Regions from separate parts of the Mus musculus genome. Here region 1 is linked to region 2. Evidence: chromatin contacts called from public HiChIP or PLAC-seq data. All regions are on one chromosome and are shown on one strand. The core of a region is the stretch at or near the end of the contact, and the rest is flanking DNA. Distances in the headings are between cores, read along the strand shown. Region 1 overlaps Zmat4 (zinc finger, matrin type 4). Region 2 overlaps Zmat4 (zinc finger, matrin type 4).

Region 1 (7,413 bases), core at 3,547-6,046, 200 kb after region 2:
AACCAAGTTTTTTGGCCCTGGCTGGGGAGCAATCACATCAGGGGGCCTAAGGATTTTGGTCTTGCATGCACATCCATGATTCACAAACATAGATCCAAGAGTAAGGACTGAATCTACACACAGATTGAGTTATTTGGTCTTTATGGTAACTTGCGATTTTTTAGAACTTGTATTTATTTGTTTCCAAAGATGGATAATGTACTTTGGTCATTTTCCCCATCATTATCCTCTGAGCCTCCTCTTCCTCTCACAGAACTCCTTTCTCTTCCCAACAGGTCTTCTTTCTTCTGCGTCTCCTTTGCAGCCCATTGCATTAAATTAAGGCTGTCTGCCTGAGTGTGGCAATTTACCCATGGGTACATGACTGAGGAATGGCTTCCCCTCCCACAGCAACTATTAGCTGCCTGTAACCCCTTAGGGAGGAACAGAGCCTGACTGAGGTGCTCCTTCATCCACAGTGGGTTGCAGGTGGCTCCTCCTTCAGATCTTATGCTGTTGTGAGCTCATAGATGAACCAGCCATGTTACATTAAGGAGACATTTTCACAGAGCTCTTTCCTATTCTTACATTCTTTCTACCCTCTCTTCTGCAATATTCCCTGACCCGTTATAGGAAATGAAATACATATCCCAGTTAGAGTCTAGCACTTGACAGTCACTTGTTCTTGGGAAAACAAACAAACAAACAAATCTCTGGCCAACACTGAGAGGAACAGTATTAACCAGTAGGTATAAACATTAGTATTTTGAAGGTGATTTGACAACATGTCCATTTAAGAAAATAATTGTGGTAGATTCCTCTCTAGGTAGGACCTAGGACTCTCTAACTATGGGTCTTTTGATACTGGGCATGAATCCCTCTTGTGGAACAGCCTAAAATCCAATCAGGAAAGTGGTTGTTGCCTCTGTAAGTGTCATGGTACTATTGTACTAGTGCATGCATCTTGCCTGTTAGATGGTTATCATAATTTGCAGGATTCCCAGATCTGTAGGAATGTAGCACCTTCTGGCATAGAGCTAACTGACAGTGAGGAAACTTCTAGTTATATTCTAGCTGCTTCTTCCCAAGTCTTATCTTCTCAGTGGGAAGTGTCTGCGGTAACAGCATCCCATCATCTAGGACGTGTGGGCAGCCACGAGCCATTCCTATAGCCTACACTGTTTTGAGGAACTCTGTGGCATTCCTGGCCAATTCATAAATGCATAACCAACATTTAGCTCTGAGATTTTCATTTATAAGCTATGGCTTCTGGGAGCGGTAATACCCACCCGAGGAGGGTACCTCAGTTAAAAATTTTAACTACATTACAAAATAATATATGTTCACCTGTTATATTCACACAGCTTTAGGTTTTATTAACCACTGCCCTTCCTCTTACACTTCTCTGTTCCTCTAGTTCAGTGGTTCACAACCTTCCTAATGCAGCGACCCTTTAATACAGTTCCTCATGTTGCGACCCATAAAATTATTTAGTTACTATTTCGTTAGTGTTATTCTGCTATGGTTACAAATTGCAATGTAAATATCTGATATGCAGGATATCTGATGTGTGACTCCCAAGGGTGCTATAACTCTCAGGTGGAGAAGGTGAAGAAATACTGGCCAACCCCAATCTCCACTTAAACATAATTATTCCAGGATCCCCGCCTCTACTTTCTTATCACATGTGTCTACTATTCCTTCGCCAATAAGCAGCCCACTTCCAGCCAATGGCTCCTTTCTTGTTTATTAGTCACTTACAAGCCCTCCAAGTTAGATTCAGAGATCTGGGAATCTGAGGCCACAGTCTGCATGATGTAAGGCATTTGTGGGGCCTGGCTCATCTCACTCAGTAGTATAGTCCCCAGTTCTAGCCATTTTCATGCAGATTTCACATTTTCAGTCTCTTGGGAATTGAATAAAAATGGAATCTTGTATTTACACCACCTTTTCACTATCTGCTCTTCATCAGAAGGATACACAGGCTGATCCATTTCCTAGTTCTCCCAAACAGAGCAGTCGTGAGCATGGGGGCAAAGGTGTCTCCGTAGGAGGACATTTAGGACACAGCCTTTAGGTAGCTGACCTAGTATACCTGGGTCACATTTAGTTCTAATATAAGCTTTTTGATGAATCTTTGCAAAGATGTACAGGGTGTATACAGAGCTTTATGCTCCCGACAGTCAATGTTTAAACTTGAGCCACTATTGGATCGTTTTGCAAAGTGCCCAAACTTTTACCTTACCAGTTTCTCCACATCCTTGCCAAGGCTTATTACCATCCACTTCTTTGAGTTTCGACATCTGAGGGGTTACACTGTGGTATTTGATTGTGGTTTAATTTTCTTATTTTCAATTTATATAAAAGTATATATAGATATAGATATACCTATCTGATGTTGATCATCTACATGTGTTCATTGTAGTTCCTCAGGGACACTTTGGAAGATACCTGGTAGATATCTAAAATCCTGGATCTTACAAACTCTACATTTGCTCTGGTATTTCCCTTTATAACTGTGGCTACCTTTTATTTATAAATTAATCATGATATATCTCAAATGATATGAAAGCAGTTATAAAATATAATACTAGAAATCCCCCGAGATGGTTTCAGAAGCTCTTATCACACTGTGACTTTATATGGAGGAAGTATCACGTGACTGCCTACCCAAAAATAGACATTCTACAAGATGGTCTCGAATGCTCTTCCCATACTAATGACCTTTCCCAGGAAGGAAGGACCATGTGGCTGCCCCTTAGCTAGCACAATTGCTCTTACAGTTTGCACACACTGTGCTGTGAAATAAGGCACGTGAGCAAGCGCTGTGATACAGTGACAGTTGGCAACTGAGAAGACACTTCAATGAGGAATGAGTAATTAATATATAGAAAGTGCTGACATACGCGCTTGAGAGGCGGATGACACATCCCTAGGCATGATGCAGGGGACGGTGTGAAGTGTCACACACTTCTCACAATGGCATTTGATTTAGAAGGATGATTTCTTCCTTTTACACTCATTATTTTAAGATTACAGAAGATTGTGGCAATTAAAACTTTGGAAAACTAAATGCACATAAACAAGACTGTGGTTTCAGCCATTTGTATATCTTTGATGTAGATCCTTTACCTGTTTTTTTTTTATAATTTTCAACAATAATAGTCATATATACAATGAGGGATTGAACGACTAGGAAGATTAATAAGAAAAAAGTAAAGGGAAGACAAACCAACCAGACTTAAGAGATGCCTAAAGAATTGTCTGTTTCTCTTTCCACTGCTATCAAGCGTTGCATTTTCCTAATGGTTTCATATTTTATATAATAAACATGTCAATGATGAGTGATAATTTTAGTCTTAAATTTTATTATTTTCTGGTATTGTACGGTCGCCACAGCTTTCTTATGCCATTTGTCTGACATCTTCCTGCCTTTGTTTTTAGCTGTTTGTATTTTCTATTCTAACATATGTTTCCTTTCAACAAATCCAAAAATCTTTGTATTTGGGTTAGGTTTTTTTTTTTTTTTTTCAACTTGGCACAAGCTAGATTCATGGGATGAGGAAACCTCAATTGAGAAAATGTCTCCTTAAGATCGGCCTGTAGGGAAGTCTGTGGGGAATTTTCTTGATGAGTGATTGAGATAGGTAGGTCCAGCCCACTTTGGGCAGTGCTACCCCTTAGCAAATGGTGCTGGGTTGTATAAGAAAAAATAATGAGTGAGCCATGGGGAGCAAGCCAGAAAGCAGAGCTCCTCTGTGTCCTCTGTTGTAGTTCCTGCCTCCAGGTTTCTTCCTTGATTTTCTGTTCCAACTTCCTTTAGTGATGGAATTTTATCTGGAGTATAAGACAAAACTAACCCTTGTTGTCCCATGTTGCTTTTGGTCAGTGTTCCATCACATCAAGAGAAAGCACACTGTGGCAATAACAACCACACAGGAACAGACTGTAGCAAGCTTACACAGTCTGTTCATACTTGCCTGTATCAATGCTCTATCTGGACTCTCATTTTTTTTTTCTGTACTTGTTTGTTCTAGTGACGTCCTAGACCATAAAATTTTAGTTTCCCTGTTGTTAAATTGAGTTATTTCTTTAGTGATTGCTCTAGTACAGAGCTAACCATATACAGCTCAATTCATTAGAGCCAGGTTTGTGCAACTTTGGATTTTAGGCAAATACAAACATGTGCAGTACTTCTTCTCCTTTCCTGACTGCTACTGTGAGACATATCATTTACAGGTTATATATTCAGCAATGCAGTTGTAATGATCAGTTATATCTGTTAATCTAAGAAAATAAATGGGCAGTGATTATATAGTTTTGTGTTTGTTTTATCACTCTTCTCGGTCACTCTGTTTCTCTTCATTGTTCTTATGGATTTCAAATTAGATGTGGTGTCACGTTCCAGTCCAGTCCAGCTTGGTACTGCTTGTCTCCTTTGCTCCTTTGAGCTGTTATTGTACAATACATGTCTCTATGTCATGGACTCAGTGTGGAATTATTTATATACAATAAATATATATATATATATATATACTCACAGCCACATATATTAGTTAAGAGAAGAAAGGAACATGTGCATTGAACTGTCTTTTACGATGTCATAATTAACCTTACCTGTGCTCTTGCTTACTTGTAAGGATTTGAAGTATTGCTTTGGTCACTGGCCCCCACCCTGAAGGTTTTCCTTTCGTACTGTAAGGTGGGTGCTCTTAGCGGATATTCCTTCTCTGAACTTTCAGTGTGTCCTGAAAACGCAGGCGTCTGGGCTCCGTTGTTTTTGCATAATCTCTTACCTTTGCTGTGGTTTCTTTGTGCATGGTACATTATTTCCTGCAGCTTGCAAACACGGCTCTTTGGTTTCACTTCCCAACAGTTCTATTGTGATCTGCTTGGTGTATTTTTTTCTGAGGCTTTTCCGTGCTATGATAAGCTTCCACTGTGTTTTCTATTTTTTATGTTTGGGACATCCTCAATGACTGTTCTCTTTCGCTCTTCTGCCTCTTTCTTCCTTCTGACATTCTGATTCCAACTGAAGTCTACTGCTGAGTCCCTTTTGTGACCTCTGAATGTTGGCTTCCACGCTTCCTATACGCAGAGACTCTTTTCTGGCTCCTTACAGTTTATACTTCTGAGTCGAGATTCTGCTTGACAAGACCTTGCTTTACGCTTTCCTCCTTTAGGTGTGGCCCTTTCTGTCTGTGAAAATGGGCTTAATTTCTTGAAGTCTTTGAAGTCGCTTTAAAGCAGCAGCTCTGAACCTGTGGGTCATGGGGGAGGTTACATAGCAGATCTTTGCATTGCTCTTCATAATGAAACAAAGTTACAGCTATGAAATAGCTGTGAGATCATTTTATGGTTGGGGTCACCACAACATGAGTCCCAGCATCAGGGAGATTGAGAATTGCTGCTTTAAAGTCTTTGTTTATTGTCTGAACTGCCTCCCCCCCTCCCCCCGCCCCCCACATATGGGTTAGAGTTTACCTGTTTTTGTTACATTCTGTTTATCTGGTTTCCAATAGCTTCTGGTTTTGTTACTGAATGCCTTGATTTTAGAGTATGTATTCTAACAATGCTGGGAACTGACACCCCCTCCTGGCACTGTTTTTGCTGTTATCTTCCTATTCACTTGTCAGTGTCCTGGCCAGATCGGTACCATCTGCTTCTGGGTGTGTAGTCACCTCTATCTAGCCTTGCTCCAAGGTACAGAAGAAAATGGTGACAGTTTAGACAACAGTCTTCAACCATCTCTTACTCCGGCCTCCTTTAAACTCCTTGTCGAACCTGGAAACACCCCCAGTGTTTAGACTGCGTTGTTGCATAACAAACTTATTGCTTTCCTCTGTGTCTTGGCTTAAAGGTCTTTGCAGAGTCATAGCGTTTGACTTCAGGAAGCCCTTTAGTTGTCTCTTCTCTGGTTCCTGTGAAATACCTATACCCCTGTGGGGTAGCTTCTTGCTGCACAGCAACACCAGCTTTCTCTTACCCCCTCACCACCAATGCTCCCACTTGTTTTTGAAAACATCCTCAAGCCAGACAGTCGTAGGACACACCTTTAATCCCAGTACTTGGGAGGCAAAGGCAGGTGGATCTTGGTGAGTTCTAGGTTGGCCTGGTCTAGGGAGTGAGTTCCAGGACAGCCGGGGGTACACAGAGAAACCCTGTCCTGAAAAACAAAACAAAACAAAACAAAACAAAACAAAACAGAAAACAAACAAACAAAAAAGCAAGCAAGCAAGCATCCTTAAACCCCATAGCTTCCCATACTCTATATCAAACAAAACAAAGCTAGGTTCCCTGGGGACAGTTTAGGAATAATCATTTCTTGTGCACGTCCATCTTTCTGTTCACAGAAGGAGCCCTGAACCACTGATCAAGCTGAGAACAGAGAAAGCTGCCTGCTGTTCTCAGAGCAACGGGCTTGCTATGGCTGAGCAAGCACGATCTGCATTGCTTTCCTGTTTGTCGGGCCTGTGTGAGAGCTGGGATAAGGTCAGCCAGGGCTCTTTTTCCATGGCATAGTGTACCTAGCATGGAGTGTCTCGCCTTCATTGAGAGTGTGTTAAGAAAGAGAGCTCTTGACCACTCACTTGTGTTGCCAGACATTTCAATCCCACAACCTGGAATTAAGTGGGACATGATAAAGGCTGGCTCTCTCTCCCTGTGTCCCCTGATGGGGTGCTAATATCGAGGGGGTCTACATTGTCTTGCCGCAGACGATAACTAGAGCTGTGTCATGCTAACCAGGAGGCTGACAGTGGAGAGGGTTATGCTAAAGTAGCTGGCCTATTCTTCAGATTTAGACAGTCTCTTCAACAAATATTTCTAAATATGATGTTTGCTTTTGAAAATAATATTAGTTCTCTAAGAATTTCATACAATGTCTTTTGATCATACTCTCTTAACTCTTCCTATAATTACCCCCTATCCCGAGCTTTTGTCCCCGCCGGCAAGAACACACTCGGGACACCCGGAATCTTCTGCGGCAAAAGCTTTTATTGCTTCTTCAGGAGGGAAGACCCCGACCCCAGAAAATGGAGTTGCTTATATAGCCCTCAGCCATGGCGTTTCAGCACCTGATATGGCGTGTCAGCTCCTGATTTGTTGCTTGCCCATCACCCCACTACTACGCCCCGAGATGGGCAGTGACTGGGCGTGAATTTACTCTTGCACTTGCGCATAAGGCTTGTTTACTAGTTAGGCATAGTGGAAGCCAGCGCCATCTTATAATGGCGATTGCTCGCTACTCGAGATTGCTCGCAGCATGGCTCTCCACACCCCCCTTTTATTCTAATTAGTATTGCCCATTTACTCCAGAGTGTGGGGCCAGCTATAGGTGTATGGGTCAGCTCCAAGCTCCCAGGACTACACCCTTAAAGAGATTTGTCTCTTCTTTCATTTGATGCTGAGGTCATCCACTGCCAGGGACTTTTT
Region 2 (6,895 bases), core at 2,133-4,632:
TAAAGCCTCATTATATTGGGATCCACTGCTGCCTCTCCTGTAGGTTGTCACTGGAAGCTAGGAAGAGGTTTTGTAAAACAAGAAAGCAGCCCTGCCTACACAGTGCTAATAGAACACGGGGGCTGGAGATGCAGGGTACAGTGGGAGAGCACTCAGGCAGAGACAATAGACTAGAGCTGGCGTCTCCCAGGAAACAAACAGTCCTTCCCCTCTAGCTAGAGTTACGCCACAGATGTGCTTCACCTAGCACACCTGTGCCTGCGTGGGGGTGGCCCAGGAAAGCCGTTTGTAATGTACTAGGTTAAGTGTACCAATGGGACAGGCTACACAACAGAGTCCTACACAAGCAGTGATTTTTCTGAGGATGTGCAGTCTCAGGCATGCGCTCCAAGTGAGACATCTCTCCCTGAAGAAAACTGAGGCTATGAGGTAGAGTTCGTTCTCGTCTATAAATTGAACGACTTAGTCCTGTTACGTATGCATATACATTGTATATATGTATTATGAAGCATATGTAAAATCAGGACTTTAAAAATATATTGGTTTTGCTGAAAGTAGAACACACTTAGTTCTGCAAAATAGCATAAGAATCCAGATATTTTTCTCCTCAGTCCCAAGAGTTCTAACTTTAAATATTTTCCTTAAATTCATTCTTACAACATGATGTGAGATGCCATCTGAGACCTTAACTTTTTTATTCTGTTCAAGGAAACCAATCTTTCCCAGTTGATAGCAACTGTCTTTCAGTCATTCACTTCAGAGCTTGAGAAGACAATGGGCACTGTGTGACTCGCTCTTTGCTGTAGGCACAGACTGAGGTCCCAGGAGCTCCAGGCTGGGATTGTGTTTAGTGGGAGTAAATCTGCAGCTTTTACAGAGATGCAGCTTCTCTCAGGGATGTGCTGTGACTCCGGATCTTCCTCTGCACTGGAATGTGCCCAGATGTTTGGCTTCTTTTAAATCTCTGACATGACTATGGCCAAGTCTATAAATAGCAGCAACATCAGCTATAATGCTGGCACGAGGTTGATTTTTGTTTCCTCATCCACTAAGAGAAAACACTCCCCCCATACAATGCTTGTGCATGGAGGAATACACACAACACACACACACACACACACACACACACACACACACACACACACACACAACACACACACGTGCAATTTTATAGTTAAATATATAAGCTACAAGCAAAAATCTTGGATGTGCTCAACCCCATCTGTGTTTTTGTTTCTTTCTGTTTTAGAAATTAGGAACAAAAGCAGCTAAAGAGCTTTTAATGGTAGCAGGGGAAAAGAAATCCTAAGAGTCTACTACGTCCAGGCACAGTGCTAGATTTCTTTAGTTCCTCTTCTCAGGGCCCATGTCTCTAGCAAGAGGGTAGAATGATCAGCCACTGCCTGTGCCGGGCTCCCTGAGGGTACCATGCAAAGTCACCTTGTGGAAGTCCCTGAAGTTCTGTGGTTGTGTACACGATCTCTAATGGTGGCAGCAACAGAACATCACAAACCAGCTGTTTCAACAGCAGGAATTTGCCTTCTTGTGATTCTGAAGGCCGGAAACCCAATATATGGTATTGGCAGTCTAAGTTCCTCCTGAAGGCTGCAAGGGGAACCCTCTCCTGGTGTGTCTTTAAAGTTATACACACACACACACACACACACACACACACACACACACACACACACATATAATATATTATATAATATAAAATATATTTGCCATACACACACATATTTATGTGTATTATGTGCACACACAAATACCTGTGTGCCAGGGGAAGCCAATAGGGGACATCAGATCCCCTGAAGGTGGAGTTCTAGTCAGTTGTGAACTGCTCAACATGGATATTGTAAACAGAACTCTGGAAGGGCAGCAAGGTCAGGGCTGTTAACCCCAGAGCCATCTTTCTCCCTACTTGCGCCCCTCCACATCTTCTCTACCTGTTTCTGCATGCCCCATTTTAAAGGAGCCCAGTCATACTGGATTGTTGGTCACCCTGAGATCTTCCTCATCTTAGCGTAACACCTCTGCCCCGATTTAGCTTTGCAGAAGGACATGGTTACAGAGCTGCAGTATGGTGCTTCCCATAGAGACACACTCCATGTCTGACATGACCTTAGGTCATGTCACATCTCTAGGCCGGACCTTCCTCAAACGATCCCTGATTGTTTCATGGTCTTTTCTCTCTTTGGTAAGGAATAGGTTTCTGTGATTTAATTTTGCCAATCTGTTGCTCCTAACCATCGTCAACCACCTCTTCTTCCAATGGGAACTGTGAGCAAAAGTTCCTAGAAAGAACCGCACCTTGTACTGAGCCTTCCACAAGGCTGATACTGCTTAAGAGCTTCAGTGAGGCAGAGAGGAAGGAATGTTGTGGGTTCAGAGACTAACTATGATTAATGATAGATATCTTCAGTTTCTTTAATAGCCATTCCTTGTCCCAATCTGTGCCTGACCAACATCCTTGTGACTGACAGGTAAACCACTTTGGAATGCATTAACTACACAGATCCCTAGTATCTGCCAGCCATTGGATTAGAGTGTTATCATCAGCATCTGAAGCCAATGGTGGGTGCTTCCCTGCTTTGGGTTAACATGGTATTTCCACCAAGGCAATCGAAAGGGTCTCGATTTAAGATTTTTCCCATTACTGTAAGACCTTCATAGAACTATGACCGTGATAGAACATGGAATTTAGGGTAACCCAAGTCTGTGTTTCTGGGGCATATTTGGCTCCAGAATAAACCAGCTCTTATCCTCATTGATTTGAGGGTTGTGTTGTTTTCATTAAGAAAGCTTACTGTTTTTACACTTGGCTTCTTCTACCTTGCAAAACACCATGCTTACATCTTTCCCTCTGTAGATCAGCCTCCCTCTGATTCATAGCTCTTCTTACTCAGTGTAGTCAACTACCTCTCCTTCCTCATGTGAAGCAAGACTTGCCAGAGATCCTGTCCAGACTTGATGTGGATGCCCAGGAGTGTGGACAAGTGGCCTCCTCCATCACTCTAACTTGTGACATCTCTAAGAACTGTGGGCAGAATTTGTACTGCCTGCAGAAAACAGGGCTCAGCTGCCCTCTGGCTCACAGCATAGACCCAGCTGCCTGCAGGATTTCTCTCCTTTACACATGGCTCAGGAAACACATGTGTACAGTCACCCACACAGACACACGCGCACATACAGAAACACATAGACATATACACAGACACACATGCATGCATGTACACAAACACATGCATACACATACAGACATAGATAGTCACACACACACACACACACACACACACACACACACACACACACACACACACACACGTTTCCTCTTGTGCTTCCTTCCTTTCTTGGCAGTCCCCTGGGTGACCTTTAGTATTTTCTCATCTGTGGGAACTGCAGCTGACATCCGGTTTCTGCAGACATGCCACTCATTTATTTCTCTTTACCTGGTCGGCAGCAAACACGAATGTCCCGGTTTTGTTTCTACCGCCATGATAAGATACTGTGACAAAAGGTGACTTAGGGGAGAAAGGGCTTCCCGGTGATGTTCCTGCTCATGCTCTATGGTTTCCAGGAAGTGAAGGGGGCAGGGACTTGAAGCAACAAGTCATAGCCAGTCAACAGCACAACAGCAGAGAGAAATAAAGATTGTATCCTTTTTTTTTTTTAAAGATTCATTTATTTATTTCATTGCTCTCTTCAGATACACCAGTGGGCATCAGATCCCATTACAGATGGTTATGAGCCACCATGGTGTTGCTGGGAATTGAACTCAGGACCTCTGGAAGCATGGCCTTAACCACTCTTAACCGCTGAGCCATCTCTCCAGCCCCAAAGGCTTCCATCCTTAAGTTCAGGCAGCTTTCTCTGCTCTTACACAGTCCCAGCTGCACAACGGGGCTGCTCAGCTTCAGCCTGAGTTTTCCCACATCAGTTAATAGGGCCAAAACAGTGCCTAACAGATGTGTCCACATGACCTAGCCTCACTCTGAGGCTCACTGCCCAGCTCCATCTAGAGCAGTACTTCTCAACCATTCTAATGCCGAGACCCTTGTAATACAGTTCCTCATGTTGTGGTGGCCCCCAGCCAGAAAATTAGTTTTGTTGCTACTGTATAACTGTACTTCTGTTACTGTTATGAATGGTAATATAAATATTGAATATGCAGGATACCTGATAGGCGACCCCTGTGAGAGGAGGGTTCAACTCCCCACAGGTTGTGAACCACCGCTCTAGACTGTGTCACATTGGCAATTAACACTAACACTACGACTGGAGTCCAAGTTGTGTTTATTCTTTTCAGACACATACTCATCAACTGTTTCTTCCTTCAACATCTTCTCCATCTTGAACAAGCTTGCATGCTTCTTGGTCTCCTTCTTTCCCAGTAAAGCTGGCAGGTTTAAACTCAGGGATACCTTCAAAATGATCCAAGACTTTTATGTGGGCTCGAGGAGACAGGTTTGGTCAGGGACTTGGGGACATGGTCAATTGTATTTTCTCAGGAAAAACTTTGAGACACCCCTCCCCCCATAGAGAGAACATTTGAAGGACAGGGACAGAAGGTAAAAATTCACCTTTATCCCTGGATATTCTTTCCTTTCTTTAGGCTTTATTGGGGGAGACAGGCCTATAATGGTCAATTCCTAAGTGAGGCATGAACAAATGCTGTCTGTAAAAGATAGGCTGCCATACCACATCTTCTTGAGGCTAAAGAACACCACCTGCAGGGAGCTGGAGAGATGGCTCCGCTGTTAAGAGCACTGCCTGCTCTTCCGAAGGTCCTGACCCCTATCAACCACATGGCAGAACACTACCTTCTATGGCAGGGTCTCTAGTAGGAAAATGAGACCACGGGGAAGCAGGTTTCTTCCTACTATAAACTCATGAACACACCCATCCAGACCTTTTCTGGCTTATTTATCAGGAGGAACCTCACCTTTCCAGGCTGCTCAGGCCCCAAAGCTACCAGGGAAGGCCTTGGGCCACTGACAGAGACAACCACTACCAACTAGTCCCGGTAGTCAAAACACATCTGCAAAAAATAGAGGCATTGGTACCTTGTGTTTAAGCTCACCTTGTTTAGCTGCCCAGGAAGGGCACAAAGGAATATATTTCAAAATTCAAGTAGCCTTTTGTAACTTTGACCCGGGAGGAGAGTGAAGGGGAATCAGGAGGAAGAGATGCATTGAGTCAGCTGCCTGCTAGAGGGGGGGTCATCGTCAATGATGAATGCTTGATTGCATGCTCCTACGGGGGCATGCCAGGGTGCATTCTGTCTGTTTGTTAGAAAATAAAAACAACTGAAATCACTTTCTCCTGGGCTTGCTGCTTCCCTACCTGCCCACCATCTTCAGGAGAGCCTCTAATTGAACTTTCCACAGTGCCCAGGGGTGGTACCTCAGCTACAGGAAGGGGCTGGTGTCATTATGAAGGATGTGGCGCTGGGTCCTCTGGACTCTGTCCTTGAAAAGGCATCTGGCACAGAACACTTGCTAATGCTCAAACTGAGCAGAAGCCACCAGAGGGCCCAAGGTGCTCAGTGACTCTGCATAGGCATTAAATGCCATTCTAATGGCGAGGCAGAAGGAATGGCTGCAGAGCTGGGGTCCTGGGGACTGGAGATGGCAGGTAGAGGATGTTCAATTTCAGAGGAAGAATTGAGCCGGGCAGTATTAGTGTTTAGGGTATAAGAGCTAGGGAAGGAACATGGATTTACCCTTGATTCAAGGACCCTCTGCAGGCTTTAGTGCGAGGGATAGCCAGGCCCTCTTGGCTGGCTTGGCATATGAATGTTGGTTATGTCTTGCAGAATAGTCCTTGTTTCTATCTTTATAGACCAGAAATGCCTGAACCTACCCTAAGACCTTTAGCTCACTACTACAGCTCTAGCAACTGCAGGCTGCAGAAAATTTCCCCTAGTCCTTCAGGCTGTGATCAAAGGTGACATATGCACCCCACTTCACTGCTGCCTCCTTGCTTGCAGCCAGTGCACCTTGTCCCTCACAAATCCATCCTACTACCCTCTATAGGACTTCTGTAGCCAAGACACGCCGCTGCCCTGTTCCTAAACACCCCTCAATAACTCTGCAGGTTCCTATACTCTCCACCCTTCAAGGCTCAGTTCACACTACACACCGAACACTCTGCAGCCTCCCGTCGTCCCTGCTCCCAACAGATGCCATCATCAGTTGTGTGAACTCTTCACCCGTTCCTGGGACTCACTAATGTAAGATTAGTAAGGTATCTACTGCTATGTCCCAGGCATCACTCCTGGTGCCCTGGATAAGCGATGAACCATTCAAAGACTTTTGATCTCATTGAACTTATATTTTAGCTGGAAAATAAAACCCAGGTATTAAATAATAAAGATAACACATAAGTAAATCGTAGATCTGGGGGCTGGATTGGGGAGTGCAGAGATAAAGGAGCAGCAATGGGGTTGCCGTGGTAAAGAGAGTTGTAATGATTGGCTTTCACTGACAACTTGATATAATCCAGAGTCACCTGGGGAGTAAGTAGCATCCGAAGTTTGTTCATGTTATGTTGGCCTGTAGACATGTCTTGGGGAGGGTTACATTCACGGGGGTGGGGGGAGACCCTCCCACTATGGTCTACAAAGGGTCCTAGAGAAAGACCCTTTCCCAGGAAGGAGATTCTAAAGTATATACAAAGTGCAGAGGTAAAGCACACTGGCTGCTTTTCCAGAAGACCCAGGTTTGATTCCCAGCACCCACACGGTGGCTCTCAACAGTCTCTAACTCTAGTTCTAGGGGATCTGAGATGCCCTCTCTGGTCTCTGTAGGCACCAAGCACTCACACCATGTACAGGCACAGATGTAGCAAAATTCCTATATGCATAAAATAAAAATAACTTAGAGAGAGAGGGAGT

The links. HiChIP or PLAC-seq counts read pairs in DNA pulled down with a chosen protein or histone mark.
Region 1: a contact with region 2 is called in a RAD21 HiChIP or PLAC-seq map of pro-B cells, with 6 times the contacts expected there. The contact joins two enhancer-like sites. A contact is called at or near these places in 1 of 15 datasets of contacts at CTCF or cohesin (pro-B cells) and 2 of 115 datasets of contacts at active chromatin or transcription factors (VIP interneurons and large pre-B cells).

What each region holds. Positions count from the first base shown.
Region 1 is chr8:23,881,920-23,889,332 of GRCm38.p6, forward strand. All of the region lies in intron 3 of Zmat4 (zinc finger, matrin type 4), which reads left to right. Among named protein-coding and RNA genes, the nearest start is that of Gm51564, 160 kb to the right of the region's middle. Within about 2 kb of position 4,797, at least 16 of the 459 cell types and tissues checked have an H3K27ac peak or open chromatin away from gene starts, as enhancers often do. A contact at or near this core is called in pro-B cells, where this site is marked.
Region 2 is chr8:23,687,304-23,694,198 of GRCm38.p6, forward strand. The region is part of intron 1 of Zmat4 (zinc finger, matrin type 4); the gene reads left to right. Among named protein-coding and RNA genes, the nearest start is that of Zmat4, 21 kb to the left of the region's middle. Within about 2 kb of position 3,383, at least 4 of the 459 cell types and tissues checked have an H3K27ac peak or open chromatin away from gene starts, as enhancers often do. A contact at or near this core is called in pro-B cells, where this site is marked.